Linked DNA regions of Gossypium hirsutum: region 1 is linked to region 2. A link is a contact called in public Hi-C data. All regions are on one chromosome and are shown on one strand. The core of a region is the stretch at or near the end of the contact, and the rest is flanking DNA. Distances in the headings are between cores, read along the strand shown.

Region 1 (5,521 bases), core at 974-3,473, 130 kb before region 2:
AATGGAGTAAACATGACCCAAACTCACAGCTTTCTCAAAAAGACCTTCTGCTACATCATACTCTTTCCTCAGAAGCCTTACACATCCCAACTGATGAAAAGCTAGCAATTTCTCTCTATCAGTTTCAGCTGATTCAATCAATTGTTCTAGGAAACAAACAGTTTTATCAGATCGGGGATCAAGGTTCATAGCTACTTCACTTAACAAACAATACAGCGAAAATGAGGCCAGTCCAACCATGATTGATCTCTGTTGTCTATCTGCATGGCTAAATATTTCCACCACCCGTTCATCATTCAAACAATCAGGCAGTTCGTGTAAGAAAACTTGCAGACATGATGCTGCCAGGACAGGGGAATTCTGTTCGATGGCGTATTCCATAAACTCCACAGCATCATCTTTGGTGCAAACCAAAGATGCAAGTTTCCTATCACAAGCATCTTTGAGTCTTTCGCAACAGAACTTATTTGAAAAAACTAGTATTTCCAATAAAAGATCAGGATGAACTTCACTCAAACTGCCTGTGATGCTGAACTCACCAATTGTCCTCATACCCAATGGGGAGATATTGTTTTCAGATAAATCAATGTCCTGAGAAGACGACTCAGTGAAGTACCCATTAAGCATAGCATGAAATGGGGCCGAAAGAGAAGCAATCTTCTGCCTATCACAAACTATTATCTCATCACCAATCTTAAAGTTCACATTTTCCAGGCTCTTGTCCCCCTTCATCACAACAGTCTCCTTCGAACAGCCATTCACCTCGACTTGAAGCTGAGAAACATCTACTGGCCCAAACTCTTGTGCGCACTTATTGCAAGTCGCAAGCAAGTCAGCAATAAGTTCTTCTCCTTGCTTTTCATATCTTAACCATGCCCCAAAAACAAGCTTCTCATGGACAGTGCCAGCCCTCTGCCAAGCAGAGCGGAGGCTTCTTCGCATCAATTTGGTTTCTCCAAGGCCCCTAAAGATCTGAAATTGTAATAAATAAAGAGTCGACCTCTCTTGAGGAGAACATGACTCCATCTCTTCATGAATTTGAGCTAAAACCTCTACATAGTCAATAGGTTTAAAGAAGGGCAATATCGGTGGCTCAGGAACCTTGATAAATGATTCTCTACAGCAAATTTACGAAAACAATCTCAATTCAACTTCCAAAAAAAAATAAAAAATAAATGGAAACTAGAAGAAACTCATTAAATCAAAACAAATACTTACATGGATGAAGAATTGGTATGAGAAGAAGATAATTTTGAAAGCTTCCCTCTTTCAACTTGGAGCCAAGACTGAGGGTTGATAGCATTAAGCTGTGACTCTTTACATGAATCAGAGGGAAAGAAAGTCCTCATTGGGCATAACAGATTAAACAAGTCCCAGATCTCCACAATAACCAAATAGGGTCTTCTTGCTCTTCTCTCTTTCCAAAACTCAAAAAACACACTCAAAGAAAATTTTTGAAGAAAAAAAAATCCAGAACAGTTCCCTTTCTTATTTATAATCACACTACTACTACTGGGCTAAAACACCCTTCCCTCCCATCTCACCAAGCAATAAAACTTCTATTAAAGACATTTAATACAAGCCAACAAAACACCAGAAACAAACAATCATTCACTATATTTTCAGTATGGAGCATCTATTAAACAAACCGGTACAGTCTATAATTACACACAAGAAATTAAAGGAGAAATTGATTCTGTCCACTGTAAAAGAAAAATCAACTAGTCGAGGTTGTTAAGACACATCCAAACTTAATCAATTACCCAATAACAATTAATCGAAGATCTTTACCTCAAAGCAAACCAAGCCCAAAATAAAGCCAAAATGCCTTGAGAAACACACTCTTAGTTATGGAGAGTGAGAAAGAGATAGAAGAGAGTTGGACGAGGAAAAGCTGAGGTGAGGCTTTGGAGAAGGCAGAGGCAGAGGGAGATCAAAGTTTGAATCAAAAGGGAACAAAAAAGAAAAGAAAAATAAAGATAGAAATTCCTGAGTGTCCACTGCCTCCACTTTCCTATGCTGTTTGTAACGTTTCTTTTGTTTGGCAAAAGGGAAAGTTATATCTTGTTTTTTCTTTTTCTTTTCTCACTCATTTACATTGGACACCAGAAATACAGCTTGGAAGAAAATACCCCCCAAAAAAAGAAAAGAAAAACATAACTACGCTTAAATAATTGTAATAAAAAAATTGAAAGGAAAGAAAGTGGGATGGTCAGAGAGAGACTGGCAGATTAAAATAATTTTAGTAAAGGATTATTGTATAGTTGGCTCATGTACATCAATTTTTATGATAAAATAAATGAATTTTAGAATAAAATAATTTTAGAATAAAAAAAAAGAATAAATAATTTCAGTACAAGTTTTTGAGCCGAAAAATATGGAACTTTTAAAGAAAATAAATGTCATTTAGTAATATCTTAAATCAATTTTCAATAAAATTAGATTTGTTTTTTTTGGAAAAATTAGATTTATTTAATATTAAATATTATAATAAGGGTTAATATTTTTTAAAGTTAAATTCATTAATTCATTGAATGAATGGAACCATATATTTTAATAAAATAATAACAAGCATTCGTCATAGATGGTGAATTACAAGCTTCATCAACACAACAAAAACTTTAGCCTCAGCATCCACAAGCACGACATATCTGGAGTGATTGCAAACACTAAATACGATAAGGAAATCAGCCCCGGATGGTCCAAAGTGGTTAGCGACAATCGACAAAAAAATCGAGGATTTATCAAACTAGAGAGGACGACAACAAAATCATCCCTAAAATCACTTGTAAAGCTAAGATTACATGCACAAACAAGACTAAAAAACGTGTTACAAGAGCAAACAAAAACTTCTAAAATTGAAGACTTATTAAACAATGGACACTAATATTATATTTTCTTTATTCCACAATTACACACGATTGTTTTTTAAATATTTTACTTGTCAACCTCTCACTTTGTTTGTAGAATCTAAAAACTTTATTACTAATATACCAAATTTTTTTCTTTTAATAATATAAATTTATAAAAAATAATTTTTATTTTTTTAAAATAATAGAAATTTTTAATTATTTTAAAGAGGGTTTTAGAAATGCTTCATAGCAAAATAATTTTATTTTTAAAAAAGTATGATTGAAAACAAGAGGTAAAACTACTATTTTTAAAATAATTTTATGAGGTTTCGATCATATTAATTTTTTTGATAAAATATCTAAAATTATTAATAATTTTTTTAATTCATAAATAGAAGTACAATACATTTTAATACTCTTGAACTCATATTCTCTTGTATTAACAATAATATTTATACTAAAGTGTGATTAAATAAAAATAATTATTGTGTTAGGCGAAATACCAAATGCGTTGCAATTTATTTATTATATAAATCAGGCTGGATCTTATGATTAGAGCTTAAAATTCAACCAGAAGACATCTCAAAGTTGGCAATGGATTAAACAAATCACAATTTATTGGTGGATTGAAGATTTGAATTACGGAAAGCGGAGATTGTTTTTTCTTGCCTGAATAGTAAGCAGAGATTAAGTACTCCTTTTTTTTTATTATTTAAAAATGAAAAACAAATTGATTACTAGTTTTGAAAATTTCATTTTGGGAGACAGACAGAACAGAGCCACTAAAATTTTGGGCCCCACGTGGATAATATCTAATAACCCAAAAAGCCATTTAGTCAAAAGCTTTTCTTTTTGCTTTTTCTTATTTTAAATTAATAGCGCTAATCATTACTTAAAAATTCAGTACTTCTTTCGCTCTATTTTATATAGAAAATTTTTAGGGTTTTTTTTTGTTTTTGTTTTTGTTTTATATAATATACATTTATATTTCATTTATAAGTAATTGGTTTGTCATTTGCTATTGCATTAATGGTTAGCAGAGTTAAGCGATTGTTTTTTAATTTATTAAAAATAGCATAATATATTTTTCATTGTAAAAAATATTAAATTAAGAGGAGAAGTCCCTAAACTAATTAACTAGCAACTAATCAAGGAAAAGGTAATTACATAAAAAAATTAGGGTAAATTATATTAGTAGTCATTTAATTATTATTTATTTTTTATATTTAATTATTAAAATTTTTTTACCATCAATTATGAAAAGTTATAAAATGAACACTCAATTATTTAATTTTGTTTTTTTTTGGTCACCATATGACGAATGGTATAAGCTTTTAAAATTGACAAAATAACAACTTTAACATTTAAATTTGTATAATGAGTCAATTTAATTTTGATTCTAAAAATCTAACCTTAATATTTACACATTGTGCAATTTAGTCTTTTTTACAAATTTGTTTTTCTTTGTATTCCTTTCACTTAAAAAAGCTAAATCAATAAATTTATTAGCTAAATTTGACTGCAAATAGACAAAAAATGAAAACATCAAAAAATTTAAGATTATAATTTATATCTTTTTTCATTCTTTTAAGATTAACCCTTAATATAACAAAAATAAAAAGCAAAACAACAAAAAAAAGAGACCAATTTATAGAATTTGTAATTGTCAAGAGTTAAATTTTTTTTTAGAATCAATATTAAAATGACATAATTTATAAATATTAAAGATTAAAGTTGTTATCATGCCCATTTTTTAAAGCTACCGTCATTAGTTAACTGGTGATAAAAAATGACAAAATTAAATAATCAGATAACTATTTTGTAACAGTTATAATTGGGAAAAAAAATCGTAATATAATTGAATGGTTATTAATATAATTTATTAAAAGAATTGCTAAGATCCCCTATATGCACAAAGTCTATTCGACGAATACCAAGTTTCTATTGGCCAACCAATCAGCAATAGAAACATACTTTGTTCTCCAACGCCAATATCCGGGGAGAAGAAAATAGCATGTGAAAGCAGAGATATGTCTGTTTGACAAATGCTGGAACCAACTCATTTCGGCCAGGCAGATTGACCCACTCGCTACTCGTCACCACCCACCCTACGTCTCAATTTGGGTTTTCATTCCAATAACTTCACTCGGTTATTTTGGACAATTAATAATATTATAAAAAGAATAAAAAGATCTATTTTTCAAGCATAAAAATTAGAGTTAAACTTATTTTGAATGTTCTATATTTAAATAAATTCTTATACATACTAATAAATGATATTATTATACAATATATAATAATATTGTGGTCTAAAACTATTAATTCTAGAAAAAGAAAATTACTTCAAAGAATTGAATTTGAACATAATCATGATATTGATTCTCAAATATAGAGCAGAGTAATGGGAAAATGACCCCAAACCCATAAGTGATCAAATCTGAAACCAAATCCATTGACAAGACAAAGCTCCAATCTTAAGTTGACCTGCTGCAGCTCGTCGTTTTAATGAGCAGTAAAAGCATGCATAATAAGATAGGAGGAGATGATGAAAATAAATGAGGCATGGTTCAACTCATGGACGGTGGCTAAGCTTTGAGGTGTAGACTTTAATGACTGAATTGGTGGGACATCACTCCCAAATTATTTGATCATTACACGGCGTCTGCTGG
Region 2 (5,685 bases), core at 1,361-3,860:
AAATAATAAGTAGATAACTAGCTACTTATCACTTAATATATCAAATTTTTAATTCTTTTTTTTTATTTCTTTTAACTTTAATCCTTAAATAACTTACTAAGGTTTAAAAAATTACATTTATTATACTTAATTTTAAGAAATATACCAAACAAATTTTATACCTTAAATTTGATACTTAATTTAATCCAGCAAAGACGATATTTAAGTAAAACCTTCTCTACAATAATAACTTCATGATTTGAACTTGGCCTCCAAATGTTTAGGAAATGTATCCACTTCCACTTCTTCTAACTGTTTGTTTGTAATTGAGAGTATATTTATAAACTATATAATGTTTTTAATTGAATTGATGTTACCTATTAACCGGATTCCTACTCAATTGTAATTTTTTCATAAACTTATTTATTTTACAATGTAATAAATATTATTTTAAGAAAATTTATATATATTTATATTTTGATAAATATAGAAAATTGTACGTGTTACAAAAATTGCAAAAAAATAAATGTATACCCTTCGTATTTTTTTGGTGGGCCTTTCTTAATTTCTAATTTCAAATGAAGGGACTTTTCCTTCTAATTTTTAAAATGAAATGAAATTAAAGAAGGATGAGTTTTGACTCTCTTTTTTTCTTTTTTTCTATTAAATAGATGTATAAAATTTTGATTGATTTATTTTTTTAGGAAATAAATTATATTAAGATGATTTTAAAAAGTGTAGTTTTTAGGTACTAATAAAATAGTGTCACGTTATTAAATTTTAAAGATAATAAAGTATTTTTATACACTCATCTATATTTAATATCTTCTCCCATTTAAATTAACTTTAATTAAATTATTTAAAATAATTAATTTTTAAATTATAAACAAACATCTTTTCTTCTTTTACAAGTTTCAATCATTTTGTTTTTTTTTTTCTATAAGTTAATAATTTTTTATTTTTGTGCAACCAATATTTTTTTAAAAAATAGTAATTTTGTGCAGTTTTTTCCATGTCAATGACACATAATTTTGGTAATTATTTTACCCTGAACTCCAAATCTTGAACTCGAACCTTGAGGTTAAAGGTTTGGGCTTGGAATTTAAGGTTTAGGTTTCAGGGTTCATGGTTCGAGTTCAAGAGTTTGGAGTTACAAGTTACTAGTTTAGGTTCATTGTTCAAAGGTTTGAGGTTACGAGTTTGAAGTTTAAAATAATAATAATAAAAAGATTATTAAAATTATATGTCAATGATATAAAAAAATTTATTGAAATGTCATTAAATAATTGAAAATAGACAATAAATAATATGGTGGGAAGGTTCCATAAAATAATTTTTCTATGGATGAGTGTATAACAATAATTTCATGTCTTTTAAGATTTGATGATGTGACAAAATTTTATTAGTGCCTAAAAACAACCTCAGTTTTTATATAATTGTAAGTTACTCCCATATTTTATTGTTTCAATTAAAATAATATTTAATATTTATGTTAATTTTAATAAATTTTTATATAATTTAAGGGTATCATAATCTAGTTTTAAATGTTTGGTTGCTTTAACTATATATTAAGTTCCATTTTACGAATGTTTGTGAGCTTAGATTAATCCCTCTCCTTGCTTATCTCTCTCAAGTTGCTACTCTACTTACTATACGAGAAAGACAGATCAATAGTGATACTTACGAAAAGAAAAGGTTATCAAATTAAAATAAAGGAAGTTGACTAGAAGAAAAGCGTGGGACAACTCAAAGCAGATTTCACCACACACAGGAATCTTGAAAAGGAGGTTCATTAAACTAGGAATTGGCATACTCTTTATGTCAACATCTACTGTATTGATCCTCCATGCAGCTTTGGCCTCAGATGCCGTGAGAAGAATTCATCAAAAACTGAAGAAAATCTTACCAAGTATTTCATTAATAAAAAATGTTTTTGGCTGCGGTTTGCGCAGTACAAAAATGTGTACAATCGTGACAGATCTGTTAAAACTGTGATGCCTTCTAACAAGGAATTTTGTTCCAAAACCTATTATAGATAGGCCTCTGCATATAACAGAAAATATTATTCCGTTGACTTAAGGAACAAGACAAGTTGCAAACTCGTGTTGGGTTCATCTTGTTTTTTTGTTTGTTTCCAATTGCCCGAATATGTCGCCAGACAACATTATCATGTTCCATGAAGAGCCAGGGCTGCCCCATTTGCCAATTCCCAATTTGAAGGTGCAGTATCCATGGTAGCTCAACCAGTCGGGCTTGCACTTAAACTAGACAGATATAACTTAACCATCCCATAAATGCTCAATATTGACTAGTGATAACCATAGTTTGAGGAGGTAGGGTCAAAACGATTCATTTCTAGATCGCACAACGATTAAAGCTGCTTATAAAGTAGGCAACGCATGTTAGTGGAATGGGTTCTTCTTTCTTTAGAGAGAATACAAGATCCTATACCATTTTCTAGTTTGGACCACAGGAATATTCTTATCCATATATTGTCTCCGTGGTGCGTATTTACATATTCATGAACGTGGGTGGTCACCTGTAAAAGGACAAAGGGTTTACAATGGAGAGACCTAGAGAGGAGTCCAATATGGAAAAAAAAGTTGGTTTTTATTCAGAGGTGGACAAGAAATTAAGCACCTATGTAGCAGTCAAGGAAAAAGTTTGAAGTGGTATGGACATGTGGGCTAGCTAACACACTGTGTGTGATGAGAAAAAGAGGAAACATGAACATGTGTAATGAGATGGCTGTATATATCAGCAAACAAGTGGTTGTTTCTTTCCATCTTAGTGTTTCCAAATTCGATTTTTCAGCTACAGTTATGTACATTCTTTTATTATTTCTTTTAAGATCATTCCCTTCTTTATTCATGATCATGATCCGTGGGCATAGATGATCACCTCACTTTTTATTGAAACTTTACTGTCCTGTTCTTATTGGAAGCTACTAAAATTCTTGCCAAGTCAAAGGTATTATGATTTGTGTGTAGTGCCAATATTTGTTAGCCAAATAATGTATGGATAAAGCTTGTGGTTTGAGGGGATGAATCTCAGCTTTCAAAGCTATCAGAAAAACTAACCAGATGCCTCAATGATTATCACTTGCCAAAATAATTAGGATATGCTTATCCAATTAGTAAAAACCAAGAAACTGAAGAAAGAAGCTGATAATCCATTTAGACGTTCCAGAATGTTTGTTTAGGACAGTTGTTCAGAATTGAAAGTGAAGGATAAATGGCAACAAATAATTTCATTTTGCTTACGGCTAATCCCTTCACTCATTACTGTAAACAGATGGTTAGTCGAATCCAAATGCAGTACGTAGCTCGACCCTACCCAGTCTATTGGGTTTGACATGTGTCGTAATTATCTTTTTGGGCACCTTCAAAGTTTTACCACTCTTAAATATGTCTTTAAAGCTGATTCAAACTCATTACTACACGTAAATTAAAGGCGCGCTTGAGGATAAAACCTGTAGAGGATCAAAAAGGACAATTTCAACCTATGCTTTCAGACACCATTTTGGCCAGTGGGCTGAGATCTTAATTATAAGCTTTTGTTTTCTTTTTCTTTTTTTTTTAATGAGGTAAAGAATGTAAGAACCCTTTGCATTGTCATCAGAAACAGATTGAAATTTTCATTTAAAACTGTTGTTGTTTCTAACCATAAACCATGTAATCATAGTTTTGATTTATATCTGGGACCAACACTAATTAGGTCAACTCAGCGATGATGACAGAATTGAACCATGAATATATTCTTTACTCGACTTTTGCATTTTCAGTTTTTCGGGTGTCACTCTCTTTGAATGACCCAATCATTTCACATTTTAGACATTGATATGAGCACCACTCATTTTCTCTGCAGCACCCAGCAGAGAAAATCCAACCACAAATGGTGGCCGGTGCTATTTTATATCACGCCTCCCAGAAGGCTAAGTTTCCCACTATGATTATTTGCAGCTACAGCAACACATTGATATTACCACTACTGGCATTCGCATCACTGCTGTCTTGTGCATTACTAGTAGGATGTGGATGTTTACGCACGCACCTTTTGGTTTGATTCAATATGTGCTTGCAATTTGTTTTTCGCTTCGTTAACGTACTTTCTCTCCGTAAAATACTCAAAAATCTCTATTTATATTCTTAATGGATTGTTAATCTTCACTTTTTCATGATTCTGTATTTTTAACCTTCTTTAATACTTGCGTAAACAGAAATGCATAAACAATTGTATAAATATCACAAACTAAAGTGGATGGTTTTTGAATTCAGGATATAGTCTAATTAGTTCATAAATAATTATTTTAACAAGTAATATTAACCGGATTTGTGACTCTAATTTTATTATTATTGGAGGGTTTTCTTGTATACCAAAAGAAAAGAAAAAAAAACCTGACGATGTAGGGGAAACTCCCCCGAGTAAAGAAACTGTGCATGAAGCATGCAGATTGGCAGGAAGACAAATGCAACTTTGTTTTTGCCAGCACTGTCAACAAAGTAGATGGGACAATTTGTTTGGGACTGGATCAGCAATTTCTATGTCTACCTGCAGCAGAGATACTGACATAAATTATTATTAAGACTAATTTTAGTAAATATTATTAAGGATTTTCTAATATATAATGAATGAGGTTGGTGGCATATAATTATAAATCTTGAAATTTAAACCTTCGTTAGCAGCTTTGATAATTGTAGGAATAGACTTAAGTTTAGAGGATAGAAAAGCTCATGTTAATTATTTATAGTGGGATTTGAATCAGGACCGAATTGAAATTAGAGGGAGTGTACTGTATATCGTTATATGGGAGAGGCCGGAACATATATAATAGTAGAGGAAAGACAGATTAGGTGCTGCCACTGCTGCTCTAAATAAGCTTTAAGTTGGGCCCACCAAAAATTGTATCGAACATAGAATATACTGTTAGAAAACAAAATTTTTGTTTAAAACATTTGGAAATTTTACGGAAATAATATTAAAATAATAATTTATTATAGGTCTAATTTTATGTATGTAATTGTGCCGATTTCGGCATTGGGAAACCAAAATAAAAATTTCTTTAAAATTTAAAAAATATAAAAATAAAATAAAATTTAATGTTATCTGAATTAGATACAACGTGCCTTAGACAATACCGATGATGTATGTGATCCCATAGGCTTTCATGTCGCTCAATTGCGGCTAGTATTCCAGTGCCCCGATTCGATATAATGCAAATATCAGGTTAGGGGCAGACATGCCTCCTCAACCTAAAAAGAAAGAAATTCTAGTCGTCACCTAACTCCCCTAGCGTTACTGCAAACGCAATTGGAAGGATTCTCCCATCGCCATCTTGTGTCACAGCTAGCAATAGCCGATGGATATATTTACCATATATAAAGGTACTGTCAATTTGTACCAATGGCTTGCAGTACACAAAAGCGTTCCAACATTGCTTAAAGCTCCAGAATAGATGTTTGAACACTTGGCATCCACGGAGCAAGTGGTCGTTGTAGTACGCAAGGCCCATTTCAAGGTCTATCACGCAACCTGAGACGTACCTCTCCAGCACCTGACACCACTTTCACACTTCATTATATGAAGCGTTCCATCCACTATGCATCTTTTTCAATGCTTTTTGCTTAGCTATCTAGTCCTTGCGGTAAGAGGGCGTGTACCTCAATTGGCTACAAATATTAGTAATTAAAATTGACACAGAAGTCT

Evidence for each region. A called contact is a pair of places that touch in the nucleus more often than the background predicts.
Region 1: a Hi-C map of leaf shows a contact between it and region 2, with 2.6 times the contacts expected there. The contact joins the promoter of LOC107923953 here to the enhancer-like site in region 2. A contact is called at or near these places in 16 of 34 Hi-C or Micro-C datasets (anther, callus, fibers and 4 more).

The regions. Positions count from the first base shown.
Region 1 is chrA11:14,374,169-14,379,689 of Gossypium_hirsutum_v2.1, reverse strand. It overlaps LOC107923953 (ETO1-like protein 1), which reads right to left and starts at 2,223. Exons shown (of 5, transcript XM_016854173.2): 1 at 1,219-2,223; 2 at 1-1,117. The coding sequence starts at 1,349.
Region 2 is chrA11:14,239,991-14,245,675 of Gossypium_hirsutum_v2.1, reverse strand. No RefSeq gene overlaps it. Among protein-coding and RNA genes, the nearest start is that of LOC107923651, 15 kb to the right of the region's middle. Within about 2 kb of position 2,610, at least 2 of the 9 cell types and tissues checked have an H3K27ac peak or open chromatin away from gene starts, as enhancers often do. A contact at or near this core is called in hypocotyl and leaf, where this site is marked.